Regions from separate parts of the Macaca mulatta genome. Here region 2 is linked to region 1. Evidence: chromatin contacts called from public Hi-C data. All regions are on one chromosome and are shown on one strand. The core of a region is the stretch at or near the end of the contact, and the rest is flanking DNA. Distances in the headings are between cores, read along the strand shown. Region 1 holds the start of LOC114677585. Region 2 holds the start of GCLC (glutamate-cysteine ligase catalytic subunit).

Region 1 (7,063 bases), core at 1,915-4,414:
TTCACATGCCCAAACCTCTGAATCTCCATTTTGACCCTATCTTACAAGCTAACATTTTGGATTTTCACTTAAAAAAAATTAATGACATCATGCTCAAAAAATTAATGACAATGCAACAACAGACCACTAAGTATTTATCATTCTCCTACCTTTAGAGAATAAGCTTCATGAGGTTAAGACCTATCTTGTTTTTTCTTACATTTCTAGTATCTAGCACAATGCCTGGTACATAGTATGTACCTTTATTAGTTATTTGTTGCTGTGTAATAAATTACTCCAAATCTTAGCAGTTTAAAGCAAAAAACATTTATTGTCTCACATAATTTCTGAGGTGCAAGAGTGGGGAGCAGCTTAGCTGAGTGGTCCTGAGTCAGAGGCTATCATGAGGTTTTAGTCAAGCTGGTGCAGCAGTCACTTGAAGGCTTGACAAGGGCTGGAGAATTGGCTTCCAAGATAGCTCACTCACATGACTACTGCCAAGAATCATCAGTCCCTTGCTAGTTGTCCCTTGCTAGTTGCCAGCTGCAATTCTTTGGCACGTGGAGCTCTAGATTTGCTCAGCATGGCAGCTGGTTTCCCCAAAGTGAGTGTGATTCGAGAGAGAAAAGATTGGTTACACAGACCAACCAGGAAATGGTGGATGTTGCCCCCAACTTCCTGGAGGCTGGCGAATAAAGTGCATAATGAATATTTATTGATTAAAGTAATATGTGTCTGATACTCTACTAAGCATCTCATATCTTTCATTTCATTTAATCCAGATAACAATCCCATGAACCATTATCCTCATTTGAGATATGGTAAAACTGAGGCTTATAAAAGTTAAGTCAACTGTCAATTTCTACAAAGCTAGTGGCATAATAAGAGTTCAAACACAGATCTCTTTAGCTCAAAGGCTGTGAAAACATGCTTCACAGTATAAATGAATAAAAGAATTACATTATTCTAAGAATAAATTGATTTAGGTGGTCTTTTTAAACTTTGTTTAAATTGAGTCAAACTCATTTGTATGTGGTGGAAGAAACTAGATGTTATATCAGGTGGGAAACCCTAAAATTCTTCAGGTGAATAAAAAGTTAATTGCTTCCCTATTCTGTAGTTGACAAGGTGTTGTTTCATTTTTTCTCTCTTACTATGCTGTTTCAAATTCTTGGCAGATCCTTGGAAACAAGGAAAGTCAAGAATTCGCCTACTGACTACCCACAGAATTAAATCAACAAAAACTGTTGATCATTGACTGTGCATATGGCATTGTGGCAGATTCCCCGATCTACAAAGCAAGTGAGACAGTATCTGTTGTTCAAGAGGTCACAATCTCTTTCGAATTAAGCTGATACAAAAATAACACAGAGAAACTGAAGCATCATGGAGAGGCACACAAGGAATGCTTATTGAAGTTTGAATTTTTAAAAGACTGGACACGTCTTTAAAATACATTTGGTGTTTGTTAAAATAATCTAGTGTGATAATCTCTGGAAATCAACATTAGATTAAATGGAGGGAGCCAGCCTTCTTTAATTTTTTTTTTTAAGCGGTTGGAAAACTTGAAGACGGGGACTTACCAACCTTCCCACATGTCTCTGTCAGGAACCAGTTTTCTAGGAAGGGTGGCAGAAATGAGCTTCATATGTGTTTCTGGAATGCAAGAATGTAGAAAGTGGGGTGGAGGTTCAAAGTCCAGGTAGCCCTCTGTGAGAATGCAGGAATCAAATCAGGACAAACAAAAGAGAGGGAGAAGTGGGTAGGGCAACGGAGTTTAGGCATTGACTGGAATGAGAGTTAAGGTGATAAGGCTGGGGTAGAAATGAAAGTCAGACCCCTCCTTACGGACTGGGAAGAAAGGAGCCCTCCTAGCAGAGTTGAAAAGACCAAGTGTCCTCTTCTCCATTTCACCGGGGAAACCCTCCTGTGCCCAGTTTTAAGATACGGGAGAGTCTATGGAGCCAATGGAGAGTCTAATGCAAAAACTAGTTTCCGACTAAACTTTGTCTTGGCCACTGAGCATGCTCAGCTTTGTCTTCTATAGAAAAGTGAACTCCGTGGCTCCAGATTTTAGCTATAGCAGCTGGAGGGCGGGAGTGAGGGTGGGAGAGCCAGCGTGGCAGCGTGGCAGAGGCCACAGGTGGAACCTGGAGTTTGAGTATGCTTGAAAGGGAAAGTGTGGAACGAAGGGGCGGCCGGGTGGGGAGTCAGAGGAGCCCCCAAGGAAATGATTCATCATTGTTACTGACCTTGACTTGAGCAACCCTTCATGAAAGGAGAAAATCTTGTTATTCGGAGATGGGGATTGTGTTGCAAACAGTTACAGGTGAAGAGGGGCAGTTCAGGATTCCGGCCGTGGTCCGCTGGAATGAGTCGGGGCGAGGGAATGGTCGTTATAACCCAATAGTGAGCCTCCCGGTTCATCCGGGCTGGACGGGACCCGGGTTGCAGCAGAAAAGCAGGAGCTGTATGCAGGATGCTCACCTGGCAGCCTCGACCTGCCCCTCTTCCCTTGCTCCTCCCTCCGCACCAACTCCAGCTAGTTGTCAGGGGCCAACATCTGGGCCGGGCTGGAACTGGCTCAGAAACTCGCTTTTGCCTGCTTATTTCTGCAGCTGGGCTCCTGGCCAGGTGCAACCACATCTATGAGACTCTCGCAGACTCTCAGACTCCTATGCCTTTGGTGGTACAGGGAGGAGGATTTACTGTCACTCACTGCATAAACCATGATCACCGGAGATGTGCTCCCAAGTTACAAAGCCTGCAGGCGGTGCCCGAGGACCAGAGGGCAGGGCAGGGGCCGGGCGCGGCCCGCTCACACTTCTGGAGCAGCCGTGAGCAGCGGGCACACGGGCAGCCACGAAAGCAGCAGCGAGGGCGGTGCAAACACCTCAAAACTACACCGAATCTCGTAGCGCCTGGCGCTCCAGGCGCGCAAGGTACGCTTTCGGGGCGGTCCTGTCTGACCCCGGAAGAGAAAGTTGTTTTGGGGAAGGGGAGCAAGGAGAGGAGTGCGAGTTAAATAAAACTAAATATCAAAGTTGTTCTGCTCTGCTCAGGCCGCCTCTGCTCCGCCTTATCTTTGCCCCAAGTCCTTTCACAGTCTGCCTTCCTCAAAGGGCCCGACGCGCCCCCGTCCTAGCCGGAGTAAGCGGACCTGCAGCAGCCGGCCCGCAGGTCTGTGGACCCTCTCCGATCCAGGTCGCCGGGAAAACCCGGAGCGGAGCATCCCTCGGGCCGGGAAACGCCCTCGGCGCGCACCCACTGGTGCGCATGCTCAGTCCGCGCAGCTGCCGCGAGTAGGAAGCTCCGCGCGGCGGCGGGGGCGGCGACTGGAGGGTGGGAGGGGAGGCACCGGCTGGCGGGCGGGGGTGCAGGGACGGGGCAGGGGCTCCCGCCCGAGGTTCCTTGAAGCGCTTCCGACCGCGAAGCCGGGCGCGAGAAGCGAGCGAGCCCGAGAGCCAACAACGAGCGCGGAGAGGGCAGCGGGCTGAGCGGAGCCGCCGGGCAGAGCGGGCTCAGAGCCCGGGTCTCCGCCGCTCGGGACCCGGCTCGGCGGCGGCGGGGGCGGCGATGTTCCACTGCATCCCCCTGTGGCGGTGCAACCGTCATGTGGAGAGCATCGACAAGCGCCACTGCTCGCTGGTCTATGTCCCCGAGGAGATCTACCGCTATGCCCGGAGTCTGGAGGAGCTGCTGCTGGACGCCAACCAGCTCCGCGAGCTGCCCGAGGTAAGGGTCCGGCCTCACCTGCGCGCTCTGCTCTCGCCTGTTGTCCCTTCCGCTCTCTCGTCCCCTCTTCCACCTCCGGGTCCGGCGTGAAGGAACCGTCCCTCTTTTATGCATTCACCTGCTTCTTTCTCCCCGTGTCTCTTTACTTCCATCCTTTCCCAGTAAAAGTTCCTTTTCATTTTATTCAAAGTGACCGAATATTTTCCGCGTAGTCACTGGGGCTCGTGCTATTGGAGAAACGTTCTGGACTGTTAAGTAACTTAGATCCATGTCTAGGTACTGACACCTGGCACTTGTGCCCGGGCAGGTGAGAAGCCGGGTGATTCAGGCTGTTTCCATTTGGAAGCTACAGAGCACAGCCTCCCGCCCCCCTCCACTCCCCGCGGTCGTTCCCCCACTAAGGGCCGGGCGCGCCTCTCCTTTGGTCGAGGCTTGTCCCAGAGGACCTTGTGACCTGGGCAGCGCTCAAGCGGGCCGCACTATCTCGGCATCTTGGGAGGAATGTGCTCCGTGCTTTATCGCGGGTGGGCTTGGCCGGCTGGCCTGCAGTGGCTACGGGGGTGGACGCAGGATGGGGGTAGGGGAGAGCTGGGCCTGGAGCGCTGGGGGCAGGTGCCCAGATGCCGGCCGCCCGGGCCCTGCCTGCGTGGACCTGTTGCGTGGTGGGAGCTGCGGTGAACGTCAGCAGAGGCTCTGCCCGCGGGCCAGCCTTGCAGCCTCCTTTCCCGGAGTGGCCGCAGTCGTCCTGCCGACTTTCTGTAGTTGCAGTGATGCGTTATCTCTTCAAAGTTGTTTATGTAAATTGATCACTCCACTGCCGCCGAACTTGTCAAGTGACATGTGCTGATGGTGCTTTGACCGAGAGTAGGGGGACAGCGAACTTCCTTCGAGCTTGTCTCGGAAACTTAGCTAGAGTAACCCTTCAGGGGGAAGGTGTCTCAAACCCAGGTGTGTGCAGGAAGTCAGTGTGCAATAATCCAAAGGTGTGCAGGAAGTAGGGAGACTGCTGGGAGTCGGAGATCGGACCTGTGTAAGGGCTGAGCGTTGGAACGCAAACATCTTGCTTGTCCTTTAGTTAACACAAGCCAAATCATTGTCACAGAAACACTAGTCAAGTGTTCTGGCTTGTTAGAATGACCTGATACGTTCTCCAGCGCTGATGGAGCATTTAAACAATCAGAACTGTGTGTTTTTCTCAATATTTTAAGTGGTGGTGTTCTTCTTGGATTAACTTTCCTGGGTTCCTGTGGAATGGATTGGGTGTTTACTCTGTGTAATCATAGAGATTATCCTCACTAGGACCTTTGCAAAGCCCCCCAGGCTTTATTTAGCTTAGAAGCAGCAAAGCCATCAGGTTCCCTCAGGCTTTTATTATTCTGCAGGCATTTTCAAACACGTGATTTTTTTCTGGCCTTTCACATCATTAAAGATTTCACTTACCAGTCGTCAGCTCACTCACTGCTTTAAGTTGTGTAGTTTTAGGCAGTGATATCACCAGGAATATAGAATATGTAATTTAATACTTTTCAGGGGCTTCAGAATGACATTATTAAAGATGGAGTGAAAAGTTATTCACTAGAAATGATTCATTACTCTTTGTGGTATTTGTTTGTTTGTTTTCTTTTGTAGAACTGGAAGATTTCCTTTGACTGGATTGGCTTTTCACTCCCTTCTGCAGGGTTTGTGGGTTTTCCTGTAATGTTGGGGAATTCAGCTTGGCATGGGAAATTACATAATTTCCCATGCCAAGCCAAAATGTCAGGTTTTTCTGTGATCCTAAATGGAAACTTGTCAGAAGCTCAAAATATAGTCTGATGGCACTCTGTAAATACGGTAAATAAACAAGCTTTTCAAAGGTTAGAGGTGAGCTTGCTAATGGATTATTATTGCTCTAACAGCTCTTAAATTAGTATTAAAGTTTTTAGGTTGTGTGAATTCTGCTTCTCCCTGACTTACTGTGTGTTTTGGTGCCTGGGTGTGTGCATGCCAAGCATGAGAACCACCTTGAAAACATAGATATCTGTTCCATCCCTTCCATTTTTTCCTTGGGCTATCTGTTGTCTCACCTCTGAGATCTGTATAACTTATTACCACTGCTCTCTGCTGCTCCTGCTCCAAACCCCTATCTCCTTACCTGCCACATCACAAGCAGGTCTCTTGTTGACAAGCCTCAAAGGTCCTTATTTTGGTGGCCATACCAGCTGTATGTTCTCCTCTCTATAATTTGTTTGGAAGCACAGCTTAAGGGGAAGCCCGTACCCCTTACCAGGGCAGCAAAGATATGCAGTCTCTCCAGGCTTCAGTGGTATAACAGCCACCTTCTTTCCACTGAAAGGCCTGCAACCTCTGGTTTGTGCCAGTATCTTCATTTTACAAATTCAGATTCAGGATTGAGGTGACTTTCTCAGGGTTATCCAGTGAGTTAGATGCAGTTGCTGGTGGGTGCTGTTCATCCAGATGTCAGCCAAATACAATTACTTTGGACACCTAGCAGTAATCTTCTATCCCGCTTCTCACACCCATCAAACCTTTATTTAGTCTCTCCTATTTTACTCATGTCGTTATAACTTGGCCTTAGCCGAGCATTTATTGAGATTCCATTTTTGCAAGTTATTGGGAATATAGAGATTAAAGGAGGCATGATTCACAGCTTTGTGAGGAGGCAGATTATTTTAATCCAGATGTGGTTAGTGTGGGGTGGAAAGGGCACCACAGTTAAACTGCTCCTAAGCTATGGACTTGATGGTTACTTCGCTAATGTTTTAAGCCTTTGCATCAGATCCCTCATCTTCAGTTTGGTTCCAGTTGGGTGATAGTCTCACTATTCTTTATGCATCCACCGACTCCTCACCCACTACCCCCAGTTTGATCCCTTATGGCTCTGTGCTAACAAAGACAGTCTAGTTGTAACCTTCTTGAGATGTCTGTGTTTTTGCTTACCTATGTTTATTATTTGTTTGTTTGTTTATTTATTTTTGAGACGGAGTCTCACTCTTGTCGCCTGGGCTGGAGCGCAGTGGCGCGATCTCCACTCACCGCAAGCTCTGCCTTCCGGGTTCATGCCATTCTCCTACCTCAGCCTCCCAAGTAGCTGGGACTACAGGTGCCCGCCACCACACCTGGCTAATTTTTTAGTATTTTTAGTAGAGACAGGGTTTCACCGTGTTAGCCAGGATGGTCTCGATCTCCTGACCTCGTGATCTGCCCACCTCGGCCTCCCAAAGTGCTGGGATTACAGGCGTGAGCCACCGCGCCCGACCTTACCTTTGTTGAGCAGAGAATCTCACCCTGTGGCACCCGATAGGTCTTGCTCAATAAACAGTTATTTATCTGTTGAATGAATGTTGCC
Region 2 (7,063 bases), core at 1,851-4,350, 260 kb before region 1:
TACCTCAGTTTCTGTTTACTCACCACTCCAAAAGACATTAATATGTTAGTGGGTTGGGGGGGAACAAAGGCAGATGTGGAAAACAAAATAGTCTAGAGAAATAGAAAGGATAGATCATAAAACAGTAAAATGCTGGTAAAAGCAGCATTTCAAATGAGGTTTAAAAAAATCAATTTATAACTTTGTATTTATAACAGAGTATTTGGAAGAAGAAATGTGAAGGTATAGTCTCAATAGTCACTAAAGAAAGTTTTCGGTGAACATCATTTACACATGTTAAGGTAAGGGCAGTGTTATCAAATCTTTTTTGGGGCTGGGGGGCTAAGGTCTCACTGTCACCCAGGCTAGAGTGCAGTTGAACAAGCACAGCTCACTGCAGCCTGAAACTCCCTGGCTTAAGCGATCCTTCCATCTCAGCCTCCCGAGTAGTTGGGACCACAGGCACACGCCACTAATTTTTAAATTTTTTGTAGAGATGGGGTCTCGCTACATTGCCCAGGTTGGCCTTGAACTCCTGGGCTCAAGCAATCCTCCTGCCTGGGCCTTCCAAAGTGTTGGGATTACAGGCCACCCCGCCCAGCCATTATTAGAGTCTTAACACAATATCAAAGTCTAATTCTCCATAGATCTGCTCAGTATAATTTCTTCAAGAAGTGTTATGACCTGGCTGAAATGCTGCGTCCAATTTTCTCTTCTTTATAGATGCATAATACAAGTTTGCATTATTGCCACTCTTTTCCAAGCCCCTTGATCTTTCGGAGTGGGAAGGAGGTAAACCTATTGCAAAGCTCTCCATGAAAGCCTGTTAAAAGTAGAGACATGTACTTCAAGACTCTACTCTTCAGCTCTTCTCACTTCAACTTACCTAACAACTACAAAAGTCACTTAAAATAGGTAGTTCTAAATGCTCTTCCTGCCAACAGGAGAGGCCCTTTTTAAAAGGGTAAGATTAAGGATTCCTGGAGGGTCTTGCAGGAATACACCAAATGGGACGAAGATGGATTAGGGGTGGTGGGGGGTGGGGTGTTGTCTCCGGAATGAGTTGCTGAGCTCCAACTGTGCTGCAAATTTCCTGTTGATGTACTTCTACCTGGGACAATGACTACCAAAGACATGAACTGCCTGTCTTTGTAGAGAGACCTAGTTAAATGTCAAAAGAAGCACAGGGCACACTGGCTCACGCCTGTAATCCCAGCACTTTGGGAGGCCGAGGCAGGTGGATTACCTGAGGTCAGGAGCTTGAGAGCGCCCTGACCAACATGGTGAAACCCCATCTCTACTAAAAATACACAAATTAGCTGGGCCCGGTGGCAGGCACCTGTAATCCCAGCTACTCAGGAGGCTGAGGCAGGAGAAATGCTTGAACCCGGGAGGCACTGGTTGCAGTGAGCCGAGATCGCGCCATTGCGCTCCAGCCTGGGCACAGAGCAAGATTCCGTCTCAAAAAAAAAAAAAAAAAAAAAAAAAGGAGTAGCACAAAAAAATGTCAAACTTTGAACTGCTCTAGAATGACTAGTTACCATACAGTGGAAACTTTAAATGGTAATTCACTCATTCATGCCACAAGGACCTGATGCCAGGCACAAGGCTGGGACCTAGGAAAACACAGGTGAACAAACATTATGTCCCTGCCCTATTTCGTCTTACATTTTCCTGTGACACACAATACAAAAATGAATATACAAAATGGCAGATGCTGTAAAGAAATTATGAACTTTACAGTAAAACTGAAGAATCATCACCAAAACACATGCTGTGCTTTTTCTGTTCAAAGAAGTGACAAACCACTTTTTGTAGAAATGTGAATTACTAGTCATCATACTTTCCTAATTTAAAACAGCACAATTTCTTCAGCTGTAGGAGGCAGAATTATCTCCCAATCTTAGAAAAAAAAAAAAAAAAAAAAAACTAACTTTTTGAAAGGAGATATTCTGCACTGGTGTAAGAGCACCTCAGCACTTAGGCCAAGAGTGGTAACAACACTGGCCAAAAGATAAACAGTTTACACAGGTGGCAAGCCAGCTAAGGCAAAAATTAAAAACAAGAAAAAAGAGATGGACTTCTCAAGAAGTCATTTAATGTGTACTGCATACACACGTAATTTTCAAAAACAGAAAGGGAAGGCACAAAACGTTTTGGCAGATGACACTAAACCAACAGTTTTAACATTGCTGCATTCCAGATCATTCCAATAAACAATGGTTCAACATACTGAGAATCTAGAGACATTTCATCTCTACGCAGAACACTGGTTTGTGAAGTTTGGATGCTGGACCTAGGCCATGGAAAGACACAAGCAAATCCTAATGCTGAAACTCTAAATGCTTTCCCACTTAGAACTAAACAGGAAAGGGAAGTTTCCTCCCCCATGTAGGAAACTGAGCCGTAATTTACTGGTTTCAATTTATAGCTATCAAGTGTGTGTGTTGGAGGGGAGGGGAGATGAGAAGTTGGAGAGGTTTAAGAAAAAGACACCTGCATGAGGTTGAGCAGAAGTGGACATCCTGAAGACCTGATTTCTAAAAGCAGCAGGCCTGCTAGGAAAACTTAGTCTCTTTCATACTGACCGCAAAAGCGAATTTTGAGCCTCTAAGATGGATCGTGGTAGTCGCCTGTCTGCAGAAACACTAGGTTGAAGACTCGCAGCACCTAGTGTCACTTTTTCATGCTCACGCCCTCCCAGCGCCCAATCCGTGTTTATGGAATGAAGGGGAAAACCCAAAAGAATGAATGAACGAGAAAGGAGTCTAGTCAGGAGGATGGCCCTGGACGCCGAATAGGCGAAGGCAGGGACGATGCTCCCGGGGCCGGGAGGCGCTCGAGGACCCCCGGGCACAGTGGAGAACGCGGACCGCGATAGGGCCGGGGGCGTAGGGCCAGACAAAGGCAGCGCGGGCGGCCAGAGAGGGGTGCCGGGCAAGGGCGGGGGCCGCGGGCGCTCACCTCATCGCCCCACTTGAGAACGTCCTTGTGCCGGTCCTTGACGGCGTGGTAGATGTGCAGGAACTGGAGGATCCCGTGCCGCCGCACGTGGTCGGCATGGCGCTTGGTTTCCTCCCAGCTCAGCGGCGAGCCCTGGGACAGCAGCCCCATGGCCGCCCCCTTCTCCTCCTCCTCGGGGCTGACGGCGGCCGCCCGCTCCCGGCGCGAGACGGACACTCAGCAGCCCGCAGAAGGCAGCTGCCGCTCCACCCCGCGGGGGCGCCCTCGGGCCGCAGTCGGCGGAGGGAGGGTCCCGTCCGCTCCGGCTCCCCGGCGGCGGCCCCTGGCGCCCAGGTGACAGACCCTGGGTCCGACGCACCGCGCGGATGCGAAGGCAGAAGACTGAGGGCAGGCGGGACGGCTCTCGGCCCGGCGGCCTCGCCCTGGCCGGCTCCCCGCTGCTCCTTCTCCCGCTCCGAAGCGGCGGCGTCTGCGGACCCCACGGCCGCGCTGCCGCGGCTGCTCCCGCTTCTCTTTGCCGGTCTGGTGCACTGGCTTCTTCCTACTTGTGACCAAAACCTGCGCCGCCGCCGAGCATGCCCAGTCTTTGCGTCCGCTTGCTCGCCGCTCCTGGGCGCGATCCGTCGCTCCGGGTTTTATAGACTACGGGCGAAGGCGGGGACAGGAGGAGGTGCAGCGGCGGAGGCGTGGCCGGGGGGAGCCCGGTGGGAACTACGGAGACTGAGGAGGGGTGTGCAAGGGTGGTTGGGGCGGAGTCGAGGGAAGCAGCTCGCGGGAAGGGGGCCTGCGGTCTGCCTCGCTTTAAGCAAACGCGACATGTCAAAATTCATTTTTTTTTCCTAATCAAAAGAGACAAACTTGGGGTTGGGGAAGAAAGTTGATTGTTTGAATCAATGACTAACTCACCATATTATTTTTTAGTTGGTCAGGGCCTCACACTTAAATCAGTGAGAGCGGCAGAATGTGTTGAGAAAAGCATTAACATGGTAGTGAAGTGAAACAGTTCAACTCTAGGCTCCATCACTTACTGACTGTGAGACTTGGGACAAGTTCTTCCCATAGCTGCATACAATTATATTAATTCTATCTTTTATAGATGTCGTAATTATGTGCATAGTGTACATGTGTATAGTGTTGATGGCCAATAAATTGACCCGGTTATTAAGAGGAATCAATTTGTCAACATTTGTAAATCATCATTATTCCCTACTCCCTTGATTAACTGGTGACATATGTTCTCTGGATGACACAGACTACATTTATTGCAAAAAGTCTCGAGATAGACCATATGAGGAACCATCTCCAAAAGTTTACCATCTAAACCTAAAATTCATCCCTTAAGTGATCAAAATGACGTTCATGTGAGCCTACAGTGGGGATGAAGATAGTGGGAACACCTAGAGTTGGCCTTATCTTGGAGGGAAAGGAGAGGAAGGAGGTACCATGCCCCCAAATAATTGTTTAATAAATATGTGTTGACAGAGCAATGACCTGTCAGGGGAAAAGTGCAAGCAACTAGATCATACATGTACCTACTGAGAAAGTGTGTGTTTATCATACCATCTTCCCTCGCACTACAGAGTTAACATTTAGTAAGCACTTATTAATTGCTGAATGAGTGAGTACATGATAGCCAGATTCTCTTCTCCCACAGCCTTCATATTGGTTGTGCCCCTCACAGGACTTGGGGACATGAATATACAAGGTCTGGCTGGGATTTCCACAATGGGGTGTGTGTGTGTGTGTGTGTGTGTGTGTGTGTGTGTGGTAGGGATGTTTGAAGCTCAGGAGATGTTTCCATCCTCCTCACACAGCTGGGATAGAAATCAAACCACATTCTAATTTTTCCACAGCCTTTCCTCTAGGGCAGAGATGACTTATGCCTTTTGTACCTTTAATTCTAGAAAAGTGCTTGGTATAGAGTGTGTGCTTAATAAATGTTAGCTTCTCCGTGAAAAGCAGGTAGTGGGAGAGGGGGAGAAACAGTGTTTCACATGTAGGTAAGACATCCAAGGATCACTGGGTTATTCTCACCATCTCACCTCACATTTTCATAGACCTGCATTGTTCAACATGACAGCCATCAGCCACATTGGCCGATGCACATTTGAAATGTGGCTAACATGACCGAGAAACCAAATTTTCATTTTAATTTAATCAATTTAAATGTAAATTTAAAAACTGATACACCATTCAGTTACTGGAAAGCTTTTAAGTAAATCTGGAACAAGTTGGAAATGTGAATCCACTTTTTGACTGTAAATTTTATGAAATGTAATTACAGATCAAGTATTTCCAATGAAAACTTAGTGGCCCAGATGTGCTGTGAGTGTAAGTCACACATCAGATTCTAAGACTTAGTGGAATAAAAAGTTGTAAATAGCTCATGAAAAATTGTATATTGATTACATATAGTATTTCAGAAATTTTGAGTTAAATATGATGTAGTACGTTATTTAAATTAATTCACCACCCCCAGTCCCACTTTTATTTTTAGTTTTAAAGGAGGCTACTGAAAAATTTAAGATTACATATGTGGCTCTCATTCCACTTTATTCAAACAGTACTGATGTAGACCTTGATTTACTCTTCGCAAAGCACACTTTTCCCATACACCTGCTGCACACCATACACTTTTCCCATGCACCCGTTAGGAATCATGGACCTGGGCGGTTCAGTAACAGACTAAATTCTAGTCTAGCCAAAGCCCTATGCGACACTGAACCTAGTGAGAGTTTAACACTGTAATTGGAGTTATTCTGTCCTAGATCCCGGCTGACACTCACATAAGGGACCTCCCTCACCCTATCCCCCGCATTCTGAACCAGCTCTCCCAGCGGGGGTCCCAGTGCTTTGGATAATCCCAAAAAGGGCGCAGGCACTGTTGCACCACAAGGCACTATGCCCAATTTAAACTTTGATCTCTCAGTGCCTTCAGCCGTTTCTGTTACAAAGAAAAAACAAAAACCCCATCACGGATCAACTGAAGTCATATTTAACAAAAGTCACTCCCCTCTGACAATGCTTTGCCTGCATAGCTCCACTACTGCTCGATTTCATTCTGTAGACTGCACCCAGGGCTAGGTTTCGACATCTGGAAGTGAGTTTTCAGCAGACAGCTCCATCAGGGCTGTAACGATAGCTGAAGGGAAAGAAGGAGCTCATATCTTGCAGTATCAGCTCTTCCCTATACCATGACCAAAGGCCAATTCCCGGTAGTGTCTTCTGCGGAAAAACGCGAGACCCGCTCGCCAGGAACCCATCACTGCCCAGCGGCGCCCTGGTTAGGCAACCTAGCCTCGCCGCTCCGCGGACCAACACAGGCCCCGCCCCCAGAGCCGCCCGAAAAACCTGGACGGTGGAGATCCGCATCGGGGGATGCTGTGCGGTCTTGAGGCCAAGCTGAGCATGCTCGGAGAGCCGGCCTGTCGCCGGAGGAAGCGGTGTGGGCCGCGGGCGGTGCACGCCGCGCCGTTGTTGTGATACAGCCCCCGCCACGTGACTGCGCGGGCCCGCCTCCCCCGCGCGCGGCACCGCCTCTCCGTGACTCAGCATTCTGTGCGGGCTCCGAGCCGGAGGTCAATCCGGGGGAGGCTTCTCAGGGCAGAGTCTCAGTCCATCACTCCTGACCTCTGGGCTGCTGCTGCTGCTGGTATTGCAGCAGTCATTTCAGACACGATGGGTTTCGGGCTTCTAAGGACCAAAAAATACATCACTTTCCCTGTGGTCACGCCATTCCCAGTTTCCCCTGAGTCAGCGACTTCGCGAGATCAAATAAAGAAAACAGAGAGAGTGCCTAGGGGACTCTGAGGAAGGCACTTCTAGGTCATCTGCCCCTGCATTTACCGCTCTCTTTGGCTTGAGTATCCTTTCACCTTGGTGGTCTGTTGCGTGGGTACCAGTATATCGCACTCTATGCCAGGTACTTTGAGCTGGTATCCGTAAAACAGTACTAATTTTTGCCACATTTTATAAGTGAGGCAACTGAGATCCAGTAATACTAAGTAACAGGTAGTGGCTAAGTCGGGATTTGAACTCCAGTGATACTTCAAAGCTGTCTACTACACCACTCAGCCTGGGTGAAGCTGGTGGCTGCCTTCAGTGTGATTCTTCCTGGGAC

The links. Hi-C and Micro-C count contacts between places; a contact is called where the count stands out from the background.
Region 2: a contact with region 1 is called in a Hi-C map of fetal cortex germinal zone, with 3 times the contacts expected there. The contact joins the promoter of GCLC here to the promoter of LOC114677585 in region 1. A contact is called at or near these places in 3 of 14 Hi-C or Micro-C datasets (fetal cortex germinal zone, fetal cortical plate and liver).

What each region holds. Positions count from the first base shown.
Region 1 is chr4:128,552,749-128,559,811 of T2T-MMU8v2.0, reverse strand. LOC114677585 reads right to left here and starts at 3,164. Exons shown (of 3, transcript XR_013416327.1): 1 at 2,232-3,164; 2 at 1,567-1,635. LRRC1 (leucine rich repeat containing 1) reads left to right here and starts at 3,355. Exons shown (of 14, transcript NM_001266506.1): 1 at 3,355-3,714. The coding sequence starts at 3,556.
Region 2 is chr4:128,817,105-128,824,167 of T2T-MMU8v2.0, reverse strand. It overlaps GCLC (glutamate-cysteine ligase catalytic subunit), which reads right to left and starts at 3,100. Exons shown (of 16, transcript NM_001261107.1): 1 at 2,944-3,100. The coding sequence starts at 3,093.